4 separate regions of the Mus musculus genome follow, and all the other regions are linked to region 2. Evidence: chromatin contacts called from public HiChIP or PLAC-seq data. All regions are on one chromosome and are shown on one strand. Each heading gives the region's core, a stretch centred on a gene start, on an enhancer-like site or on the middle of the called end of the contact. The rest is flanking DNA. Distances are from core to core; before and after follow the strand shown. Region 1 holds the start of E2f2 (E2F transcription factor 2). Region 2 holds the start of Grhl3 (grainyhead like transcription factor 3). Region 3 holds the start of Asap3 (ArfGAP with SH3 domain, ankyrin repeat and PH domain 3). Region 4 holds the start of Luzp1 (leucine zipper protein 1).

Region 1 (2,700 bases), core at 131-2,630, 600 kb before region 2:
CCCTGTACTACAGCCCAAACGCCACCACACCAGGCCTTCCCTGACAACACATCTCTCACTCGCGAGGTCACAGTCCATCTGAACAGGAAACCCAAGAGACGGACTACATTTGCATTGCTACTGGCTATTTCGGACGATGAGCAGGCTGTGGGGAGGACCTGAGGACAACACTTGAGAAGGAGCTGGCTAGACAACTCTGGTCCAGATACCAGGCTGGACCAGAGACCTGGGAGACCTATGCGGATTTAAAGTCACCAGGAAATCCCACAGGCCAAGCCCCTGGCCTGAAAAAGCAGGTGTTGGTTCTGGCGTAAACAATGAAAGAATGAATGAACTTAAGCATCGTCGATGCCTTGGAAGCTTCCTCAAGGTCACGCAGGCGCTAGGGGCACTGGGCTAGGTCTCCAGGCTCCCCTGACCAGTGCTCATTGCAGTCCGCGACAGCAGGCGAGATTACTTCACGGAGTCGGAAAATGAAAGGGTTCTCTCTACTGCCAGTCCCGCTTCCCCACCTCAACCAGCTGTAATCAAGCCGTAGGGCGTCCCAAGCACCCTCTCTCCTTTTTCCCCACCCAGACACGTATACGGGAAGTACAGGGGGTCCCCCAGCATTACCGGCAGCCGGCCTGCGGGTGCACATCGCACAATTTGGCCCTCGGGTCCGTGGGGAGTGGCGTCGAGGCAGGTGCCCAGCGCCACAGAGGAAGGCACCGTCTGCGTGTAAAGCGAAGTGTAGTAGGTGGTGGCGGTGGTGGCCGGGCAGAGCTGGGGGCTGCTCAGACCCGAAGGCCACAGCTCGGTGGGGTTCAGCGCCGGCAAGCTCTTTGTAGGTTGCGCCGTGGCCGGAGCCAGGGTCCGCGGCGCGCGCAGCATGGCGAGTGCGGCGCCCCCTACCCACTCGGGTCTGGCGCGCGCGCGCGGGGCACCTGCGGGCTTTGCAGCCGGCTGCACCGCGGACGCCGGGAGCAGCCGCCAATGGACGCCCGCCGGGCAAGGCCGGACCCTCCCCTCCTGGCCCGCCGCCCAGCGCTGCCGAGCTCGGAGATCGCCACTCGGAGATCGCGTGGCACAGGTGGCACTGCCAGGAGTTGGCCCGGTCCGGCTCGTGCCCCGAATATCTGGGCGTCCGGAGTCGCGCCCGTGCGTGAAAGCGTCCCGGAATGCCCACGGACCCCGCGGACACTCGTGTGCTCTGACCCGCGAAGGGTGTCCTGTGCGCCCTGCTGAGCTCTGCGTTCACCCCTCTAGTTCCCGTCCCTTGCTTGGACTCCTTTTTCTTTTCTTTCTTCTTTTTTCTTTCTTTTTCTTTTTTTTTTCTTTTTTTTTTTTTTTAGCGCCAAACTATATGCCGCCAAATTCGGATCTCCCGCGGAAAATGCCGCGCCTCGATTGGCTGCTACAATATATATAGGCTCCTCCCACCCACCCACCCCCGGAAAGGCTTAGTCTAAGAAACAGCGATTACGACAGGAGCTTAGTGGCTTAAAGGGGCCGCGACATCTGCTGACTTCAGCGTCCTCTTGTAACAGTAGGCGAAACTGAGGCAGGAGGTGCATCTGGAACACCCAGCATAAGGACCAACAGTACAGCGAAGAGCGCTGAGGAGCGGACCTCTTTTCCTTGGGGGTGGGGCCAAACATTGAAAGAGAGTCAGAGTCGGGACCTGAGTCTTGACCCTCAAGTGCATTTCCCTGGCCACAAAACCTTTTGTTTTCGCTTTGTTGCTTAGTTAGGTTAAATCATTTATTAATATATTAATTAATATAACCAATATGTCCTCTTTCTCTTCAAATGAAACCCAGGAACCTGTTCCTCCAGGCTTTAATTGGCAGAGGGGCAGGGAAGGGTGGCGCCTCCCTTTTATGTTTTTCTTCAGGAAAAAAACTAACCTCTATTGAGCGCCTACTGTACGCCCGTACAGTACACTAAGATTAGACCATTATATATGTTATGTTGTTTAATTTATCCCATCAATCCGGAGAAGTGGGATGGGTAAGACCAGGGAGTCGGAGGGGCGGGATATTGTGCCTCGGGTCATTCACAGATTCGCTGATCTGAGAATTGGCAGTCAAATGTAGGACAGTCCAGGTCGGGAGTCTTTGTTCTAGTAAAGAGCTCCTTTCCACTCTCCCAAACTCTGCCCCGCCCTTGACAGGCACAGCGTGGGTGAGGGTCCAGAGTTTGTCAGGTCATTTTCCCCAACAGGACCCAGCACTCTTCCTTCCTGAATCAAACACCTCCAGGTTTCTTCTACACAAATTTTTGTTTGTTTGTTTTTGTTTTTGTTTTTGTTTTTGTGAGACAGGGTTTCTCGGTGTAGCCCTGGCTGTCCTGGAACTCACTTTGTAGACCAGGCTGGCCTCAAACTCAGAAATCCACCTGCCTCTGCCTTCCAAGCACTGGGGTTAAAGGCGTGCGCCACCATTGACCGGCCTAAACAATTATTTTACCACAACAGGAGGGGGGGTGGGCTGAGTCCCCGTGTTAAGACCTGATCAGATCATCACAAACCAGGTAGCCCAGGCTTTCTCTTCGACATTCTTAATTCACATCCAGTCCCCTAACCCTTTTGTGAAAGCTGTTTGACAAGATTTCTTCTCCATTCTCTGGGTCTTTTTTTTTTTTCTCTCTCTCTCTCATTCCTTATGTCGGAGTCACAGAGAAATCTCATGGCACAGTATATGCAAAGCCTTCGGCACA
Region 2 (2,700 bases), core at 61-2,560:
TTCTCAGGGTAAAGTCACCTTTCCTCCAGAGGAACGCTCAAGGTGAGGTACCCAGGAAGAATGAGCAATGAACTGGGGGTGGAGTGGGGGGGGATGGTTGGGAGAGTGGGGGATGGGGAGAGTGGGCATGGGGGCGGGGCTGAGGGTATTGGTAAAAGAGTAAGCATGAGATTCCAAGATTCGCAGCTTAGATCTCTTTTCCTATGAACCCCATGGAAGCTCTCTGTTTCTGCTGGTACTTGTGGGCATTTGGGGATGACCACCCTAGGTTGTTCATAGCCCATCCCCCACCATCCCCTCGCCTAAGAGGCATCTCCTGAGTGCCTAGCACAGAGCACTTACAGTGTACTGGCCAGCTAAGACTCCTGAGGCAACCACCTTCAACTTTTCCATCCTTTCTGGGCTGGCCAGAGGCATGTGGTCTGCCCACATCCCGTTCAGATTGGCATCGCACAAGATGAAAGGCTGCCCTGCCCTAATTCCCTGATTCCCCACCCCATCTCTCTCTCTCTCTCTCTCTCTCTCTCTCTCTCTCTCTCACACACACACACACACACACACACACACTCATGCACATTGGGGGAGGGGGGGCTCCTCCTGAATAGAAACCAGCATTTTCTTTCCCCGCTATTGCCCCAGAACCCAGAGCGAGGAGACCTTGCACACTCGGTACTTAGTAAATGTCCCCTGTCAACTGAGGCCACCAACTTCAACTCAAGGAGTAGCTAGTCTCCCAGATGACTGAACGGGTCTCTGACACTGGCTCTCACCCTTAGGCAAGGCACCCTGCCTCTCCAACCTACATTTCCTCGATCACCTGTAGAGGGCATGGGGTTGGTTGGGGTGGAAGGGAGAGTTGACAGAAAGTCCTTCCTAGCTGGTTACTGGGAGAATAGGAAGAAATCACTTAGCTAACAAGACTAGAACCTGTGGTGTTTGTTACCCGAAGGGGAAAGTTCTGGAGAAAAGAGAGGGGACTCACAGAGAGCTACCTGCTCTCTTCCGTGAAATTTTCCGGGTAGAGAAGGTGACTATAAAGAGATATGGTGTCTGTGGGGAGATGTTTGTGGGATCCAGGATCCGAGCGATGAGATGGACAGAGATTTCCCTTTGAGCCAAGTACCTGTCTGTATTTTTCCTCTAGTTCTCCCGTTCCTTCCCAACGTTTGTCTCCTCCCTTTTCCCTCGTCTCCACCCCCTCACCCCCTCAGCTAAGAAGGAATTGGCCGGCTCCACCCAGTCAGCCCCCCGGAGCTCCGCCCCTGCTGGTGGGCCAAAAGTTAACATCTGCACCTGCTGTGGTCTAGCTGCAGTCGGCACCTGTGCTTCCAGCCAATCAGCGCCACCGCAGCCGGGGACCGCTGTCAGCAAAATCTCAACATCCAAAGCGCAACGTAGAGCAAACGCTTCCCCGGGCAGGAAGGGAATGTCTGTGTCAGAGGAGAATTAAGAGACGAGTGGTCAGCAGCGCCTGCGAGCCAACCAGAGACGGATCGCTGGAACCTCGGAGAAGGAAGATGTCGAATGAACTTGAGTGAGTAAAGCCACGGATGTCTGGCCTCCCGGCCTCCCCAGCACACCGAGGCTGGCTGGGATTCCCTGCAGAGGGAAGAGCAAGGGAGGCCGGGCGCCCGGATTCACACGGCAATTTGTAAGGGTGAATGAATGGGCTGACGATCCTGCCTTAGCGTGTTGAGGCACGTTCAGCTCTCTATCTAGAGCTGACTGTTTCCCTGGGAAAATAGTTTTTCTTTCTCTCTGTGCTGAGCAGTTTCGAGGAAGGCAAACACCCGGGCTGCCTGAAACCGTGAATCTTGGCATCGCTTTTTGATACTCTGGAGGTGCCTTGGAAATCAGAGACACTCCCGCCCCAGGGAAGCTTTCTCTCCTCTTGCCAAAGGGAACGTCTTGGAGGTGGTTCTCAGAGCTGTCTTATGCAAAGAGTTGAGTTTCTCTAAAGGTCCTTTATGTTGAGTTGGAACAGTCCCAAGCGATCTGGCTACTATAGTGTAATGGCTGTATACATGGGCTCTGTAGTGGCTTTCCTTAGGTTCAAACCCAGGCTCCGTCTCTCCTCCGCTGTTCATTCTTAAAAAGTCGTTGGACTTATCTGAGCTTCATTTTCCTGATTTGGAAATTTGGAACAAGAGAACTTTGTAGAGTTCTTAGGTGTGCTGAAAGCTGTAAAAATGCTTACCAAAGAGAAAGGGGTCTGAAGTTGCGTTCAATAAATTGTGGTCAGTTTTATCCAGAGGCAGTGCTAACGCTGGGGAAGCCGAGGACTAGATTTTGGTGAGGTCATCTGTGTTGTCTGGCGAGAGGCAGGTGCATTCCTGCCCACATCTGGGATCTAGAATCCCTTGACTGGCTGACGCTGACCTCACTCTCAGCCTCAGTATCAGGTACAGATGTTGGAGAAGACAGAAGTCGAGGGTGTGAGTCGCTTTAAGTTGTGGGCAAGGAGCTAGCAGGAAAGAAACAGACTTCCCCTTTCTCCCCTCTTTAGCAGTGACCCTCTTGTTGTTTCCTCCCCTTCTCTGTCTCTCTCTTTGGAGCTTTTCCTCAGCAGGTTAAGAACTCAAACGCTTGCAGGCAGAATTGATGGGTCCTAACTGCAGACAGGAACCCATGTACCGGCTAGCTCTGGGGTGTGTCCGGCTTGAACAGCCACATCTACTGTCCAACCACTATGGTTACAAG
Region 3 (2,700 bases), core at 164-2,663, 630 kb before region 2:
CAGTCAGGTAAGGTCAGTCAAATGCATGGACACTTAGCCAGAGCAGATCTCTCCCCTCTGATCCAACACTGTAATGGACAACCTGGAGGAGAGGATGATGGATAAAATCCCTAAAGATGCTGAAGGGTCCTGAGGCGTGGTGGCTCTGAACCTATGCATCATTTGAAATCCGACAGTCTTTGTATAATTGTCTGCCTTCCTTACCAAAGAGGAAAAAGTCCAGACAGAGAGCCAGCCAGTCAGGGGAGAAGAGGAAGGGAGATTTCCTAAGACCTCAGCTCAGGGTATTTCTGGGTAGCTTTGTATCTGCCACACAGTAGGTACAACTTATAGAGAAGGCCAGACTGACCACTGAAGTCCAAAATGCCACCTCAACCCAGGGCATTCTCTAGAAGAGAGCTGGGTTCATATTATCCCCGTCTGGCCCCAGACTACAGGCTCTCTGCTCCAGTGTATTCCTAGGGGATGAAAACCTGCAGCGAATCCAGAGAAGAGGAATGAACTCCAGTGAGCTTGGGAATGGGGTGGGGCAGCCTACAAGGGCGAAAGAAAGAGCCTGGGACACTTTGCCTGAAAACACAAAGAGGAGAGGGGAGGGGAGAGGAGCCTATAAACTTGGCCCGCAGCAGCCAAGGTGAACCCCGGCTCCTGGCGCCTTCCCATTCACAATCATTCCACAAGGCAAGCCAAGTCTCAGAACCAGCAGCCAGGAGGAGGGGGCCTCCTCTCTCTCTCTTGCAGCCTGGGAGAGGTAAGTTCAGGACTGAGCCTGCTTCTCAGAAAGGGAGTGACCTGAGGGGCTGCATATTTGTGGGGTTCTAAAACGAAAACACAGAACTGTAAGCCGCTGAGCAAATACACATATAATGGGCAAGTCGCCCAAAGTATATGGGAGATGTGCCCCAACATGTGGAGTCTGTATCGAGGTGACCCCGAGATCCCATCTGGTCCTCTCTTCCCAGGCTCCACCTTGGGGACACAGATGTTTGAGATGAGCTCGGTTCCCACAGATCTAAGAGGGGCGGGTTTCTGGAGCGCAGCGAAGAGCCATCCTAGCTCCAAGCATTCCTGCAAAGGTCAAAGCCAGGCCCCAAGTTGACCTGAGGTCCCCTCCCGCCTCGGCCCCTCACCTCCTCCCGTGCCAGCGCCGCCCCGCGGCACCGGGGCATCTTGGCGGCGAAGGCAGCTGCTCCGGCTGGGGAACTGAGGTCCTCTGCGGTGACGGCCAGGAACTCCGCGACACTGAGCTGCTCGGGCATGGTGGGAACGAGGCGAAAACACCGGAGCTGCCTGGAACGCGGGGGACGCTGCACTTAACAGTGCTGGTATAGCTGCTCTGCGCAGGGCCTGTCTCACCACCCGCAGCGTCCTAGTCGAGGCCTCTTCACTCCCTGCTCCGCCCCGCCCCTAACTAACTCCGCCACGCCCCCGCCCGCCAGCCTTTCTCTCTCCGGCCACGCCCCCAGACCACTTGTCTACCTCCCTGGCCACGCCCCGACTCGCTGGTAACTCCCTGACCACGCCCCCATCCCCCTCACTCTCCGGCCACATCCAAGCCGCGCCCCTAACTCCCTGGTCACGCCCCAACCTCGCGTTGGCCCCACTCTGCCCTGCCTCCAAGACCTACAGATGGGGAGAGTTCTCCTGGGGCTCCGCTCTTGACTCCCAGCCCCCGTCCCCGATCCTCTTCCCTCCCTAGCCCCGCCTCCAAAGCCTACCACACACACACACACAGACACAGAGCCTGGCTCCTGGTTCTGGCTGGCTCCTGGTTCACTTGTTCTCTTCTCCTTAACTCTAGGTTCTTCAGAGCAGTCGTCTTCCTCTACCTCACCGGTGCTGAGATTAAAGGCAAGGCCTGTGCCACCGAGGCCATATAAGATCTTCGCCATCAGCCAGCTACGTGCCATTGAATCAATTGCCCCTCTGGTTTTTAAAAGGAATCATGTCATAACTCCGAATAAGTTTAAGTAAGAATGGGAGAGGTTCACTATTATCTCAGGTACACAGAATAGCTCGGGATTTTGTTGTTGTTGTTGTTGTTGTTGTTTTGCAGGTATTTTTGTTGTGGTTTGGTTTTGCCTGGTTTCTTAATTCCAGCCGTGAGCCAGGGGCCCTTCCCATTGCCTTGGACTCTTTCTGCTTCTTCTTGAAAGCCTTATTTTCTTCGTCCATCTCACAGGGCTCTTTCAGAGGCTTCCTCTTGACACCTTCATCGCCCAACCTGGCCCCTGGCGTCTGGTCCCCTTTCCCCAGACCAGATGCTAAGTGACCCTAACAGTTCCTTCAGACTCCAATGCTGAGTCTTCCAAATTTGCTTCTCCCTGTCTGCCTCCCTCGGTTTTTGTTTATTTGATTTGGGGTTTTGTTTTTCAAGGTTTAGCTCAAACATTTCAAACTTTACTACAAGGCTTATCCTGACCACCCTGTTTAAAACTAGTCACCTGCTGCTCCCCCCATCCCTCACTCCACATACCCCATTCATAATCATCTTTATTCTGCTGGGGTTTTATGAATGAATATTGGGCGCTCTTGGAGGCCAGAAAAGAGCATCAGATCCCCTGGAACTAGAGTTACAGATGATGGTGAGCCACCATGTAGGTGTTGGGAATTGAACCAGGGTCATCTGCAAGAACAAACATTCTTTAGCCACTAAGCCATCTATCTGTCCAGCCCCTTTTTAAAATTTTCAGTTTTAGA
Region 4 (2,700 bases), core at 163-2,662, 900 kb before region 2:
AAAAAAAAATAAAATAAAAAGGACAAAAAGAAATACCCTGAACAAACCCCAAATCTCAAAAATATCTTCCAAAAGGCACTGAGGTCCAGAGAGTTATTTTCTCCTGAATGGACAGAAAAGCCACCACGAGGCGCTCAGAAGCACAATCCTTTCCCCCAAGGTCATTCAAGTCATCGAAGGTGCGACAGAGAATCTGCAAGCTGCTCGGTTAAAGAACACTGCGGAGATTTTTTTTTTTTTTTTGGAGGTGTGTGAAGGGGGATGGGGGGGGGGGCTGCCTGCTCTCTTCCCCTCTCCCACCCCGAAGTGTGAGCACCCGCCTCGGCATTTCCGAAACAAGCCACAACAAGCTCTGCAGTGTTAGGAAAGGGGCTGACGCGATGAAGAAACAGATGCTCCATAGCAAGATGGGTCTTTCTCGGCCGGCTGAGGCTCCTGCGAGGTAATTAGCAGAAACCGCAGGCACCTCGGAGAGGTCCCCACCGGGCTGCGGAACCCACCAGCCCCGCCGTGCCAGTGCCCGTGCCCGGGACGCCGGCTTCCACCTCGCTAGTCGCCTGGCCAGCCGCAGGCCAAAAGCGGCTCCCGAAACCGCACTTCATTCCTGCGCTTCGGGAAGCCATGGCTCCCTTCCCTGCCGGGCCGCGGGGCGGGGTGCGCGCTGCGGAAAGTTCACCGCGGCGGCGGGAGGGGGCCGGCGGCTACCCGAGTGCCCCTGCAGATTCCACCATTAATTAGTCCTCGGGACTGTCGACTGGCAACTTAAACAAAGCGAATGCCTCGAATTCCTTCCCGGGCCGCGGCGGTCTGGCCCGCGAGACGGGAGCAGCGCGCCGGCGGGAGCCGCGCGGGCGGGCGGGCGGGCCGCAGCCCCGGGGCCGACAGCTGCGGACGCCCCGGGGCCGCCGCGGGCCTCTCCCCGGCCCCCCGCGCGTCGCGTCCCGCACACCGGCCGCGGCCCTTCCTGTCCGCTCACTTCCTTCCTCCCGGCTCGCCGCCCCGCGGAGCCCGGCGAGGACCCCGACGCCTCCCTCCCTGGCCGCCACAGCCGCGCTCGCCCTCACTCGGCGTCTCCCCAGTCTCCTCAGAAACGTCCCTCCCCCTCCTCAGGAAGAAAAAAAAATCTCTGAGTCTCTCCCTCCAACTCCAGCCACACTCTCTCCGGCTGGCCCACCGGAGACCTCCCCTTCCCGGCTCCGCTTCCAGAACCCGCGCGCACTCCCCGCCGTCCCCGGGACACCCCGGCCGAGACCCCCTCACCCCCGGCACACAAGCCGGACTCCCAGGCCGCCCGCCTCGCCACACTCCCGCCGCCGCCTCACCTCAGCGGCTGCGGCCCGCGCTCCCGCCGCCGGAGGATCCGGCGCTCCGCTCCCAGCGGCCGGCGCCTGCTCAGGCTCCCCCAGACTGACAATGAGGGGCGGGGCCTTGTGTGGCGTCAGCGCTCCGGGGCGGGGCGTATGCCAGGCCACGCCTCCTTTGGTCCTTTTTTTAAGCCCTCCCACTTCCAAGCCCAAGGTTTGAACCCAGCCAAGTTTTCATTGCCTTCCTAGCTAGGTGCCCCGGACCTGGGCTAGGCTCCGGAGGAAACCTGACTTGGAAGGCAAGACCGCGCTCAAAAGAAACGCTTTCAGAGACGTTGGGAGGGTGCAGTAAAATCGTCCATGCAAAGGGATTAGGGCCTGAAATGAAGTCATCGCTCAACCAAACACCTCTTACTCAGTGAGTGTGGAGAAGGGACTGGGCGTGGCTCAGAGGTCATGACTTCTAGTCCCACTGGCTCCACATTCATTCCTCAGGTGCTGCCAGGAAAGTCCTTTCCCATCTATATCCCTTACTTTTCCTTCTTTAAAATGGGAATCGGCAGTGGGCCACATGGTCTCAAAAAGTCCCCCCAATGCCTTCTATGTACAAAGTACTAGGGCCAAGAGAACCCCTGGGGGGAAGTGGACTTTGAAGGTAGCTCAGGACCTAAATCCTGCAGCGCACAGGCCACATTCAGAGACGTTCTGTGGGCGCCCTCCCACGCGCTGGCACCCAGCAGCCTGCACAAGCCGGGACACAGATGGCTAAGAGCTGCTTCCTCTCTGACTGCAGGAGTATGGCTGGTCTCTGGAGACGCCTCTTGTGTAAGCTCTTTATTGCCTATGGAACAAAGGCCAAATCCATGGCCTGGTATTCTCACTTCCTACCTTCATACACACGCTCTGAAGTTTACCCAAACTTCCCTTAGCACACCCACCGCTTTCCCACATCCGCCCTTCTGCTTGTCACCTCATCTCCTGTGTGCGTCCTCCTATTTCTCCCAAGGCAAAAAGACCAACCCTCTTTGCTCTCTGTACCTGGTGGCATTGACTCCAGCTCTCACAGGGCCGTGGATACATTATAACTTGTATCCTGTTGACCTCCAGCTGGGTGTGGCAGTGGCACATTCCTATCTTTAATCCCAGCACTCAGCAGGCAGGTGCATTGCTAGTTTGAGACAAGCAGGGCTACAAATAAGAAAACATGTCTTAAAAAATAATGCCATCCATGGCCATGAGCGCTGGTAGGCAAATGCTGAAGAGGGTGAAACAGGAGAATCACACATTTAGGGCCAACCTGGAGTACCCTTTGGGGCTGGGGATACAGTTCTGTTGGTAGAGCATTTGTCTAGTATGCACAATGCCCTGGCTTCAATCACAAACACTGCATAGTTGG

The links. HiChIP or PLAC-seq counts read pairs in DNA pulled down with a chosen protein or histone mark.
Region 1: an H3K27ac HiChIP or PLAC-seq map of embryonic stem cells shows a contact between it and region 2, with 2.4 times the contacts expected there. The contact joins the promoter of E2f2 here to the promoter of Grhl3 in region 2. A contact is called at or near these places in 1 of 484 Hi-C or Micro-C datasets (embryonic stem cells) and 2 of 115 datasets of contacts at active chromatin or transcription factors (embryonic stem cells and pancreatic cancer cells).
Region 3: a FOXA1 HiChIP or PLAC-seq map of pancreatic cancer cells shows a contact between it and region 2. The contact joins the promoter of Asap3 here to the promoter of Grhl3 in region 2. A contact is called at or near these places in 1 of 39 promoter capture datasets (liver) and 1 of 115 datasets of contacts at active chromatin or transcription factors (pancreatic cancer cells).
Region 4: an HNF4G HiChIP or PLAC-seq map of pancreatic cancer cells shows a contact between it and region 2. The contact joins the promoter of Luzp1 here to the promoter of Grhl3 in region 2. A contact is called at or near these places in 2 of 115 datasets of contacts at active chromatin or transcription factors (bone marrow-derived macrophages and pancreatic cancer cells).

What each region holds. Positions count from the first base shown.
Region 1 is chr4:136,170,954-136,173,653 of GRCm38.p6, reverse strand. It overlaps E2f2 (E2F transcription factor 2), which reads right to left and starts at 1,380. Exons shown (of 7, transcript NM_177733.7): 1 at 616-1,380. The coding sequence starts at 873.
Region 2 is chr4:135,572,242-135,574,941 of GRCm38.p6, reverse strand. It overlaps Grhl3 (grainyhead like transcription factor 3), which reads left to right and starts at 1,310. Exons shown (of 16, transcript NM_001013756.2): 1 at 1,310-1,534. The coding sequence starts at 1,518. Gm30888 (a long non-coding RNA gene) reads right to left here and starts at 1,362. Exons shown (of 3, transcript XR_390832.2): 1 at 1,294-1,362.
Region 3 is chr4:136,205,078-136,207,777 of GRCm38.p6, reverse strand. It overlaps Asap3 (ArfGAP with SH3 domain, ankyrin repeat and PH domain 3), which reads right to left and starts at 1,413. Exons shown (of 25, transcript NM_001008232.2): 1 at 1,131-1,413. The coding sequence starts at 1,259.
Region 4 is chr4:136,468,473-136,471,172 of GRCm38.p6, reverse strand. It overlaps Luzp1 (leucine zipper protein 1), which reads right to left and starts at 1,412. Exons shown (of 5, transcript NM_024452.2): 1 at 1,323-1,412.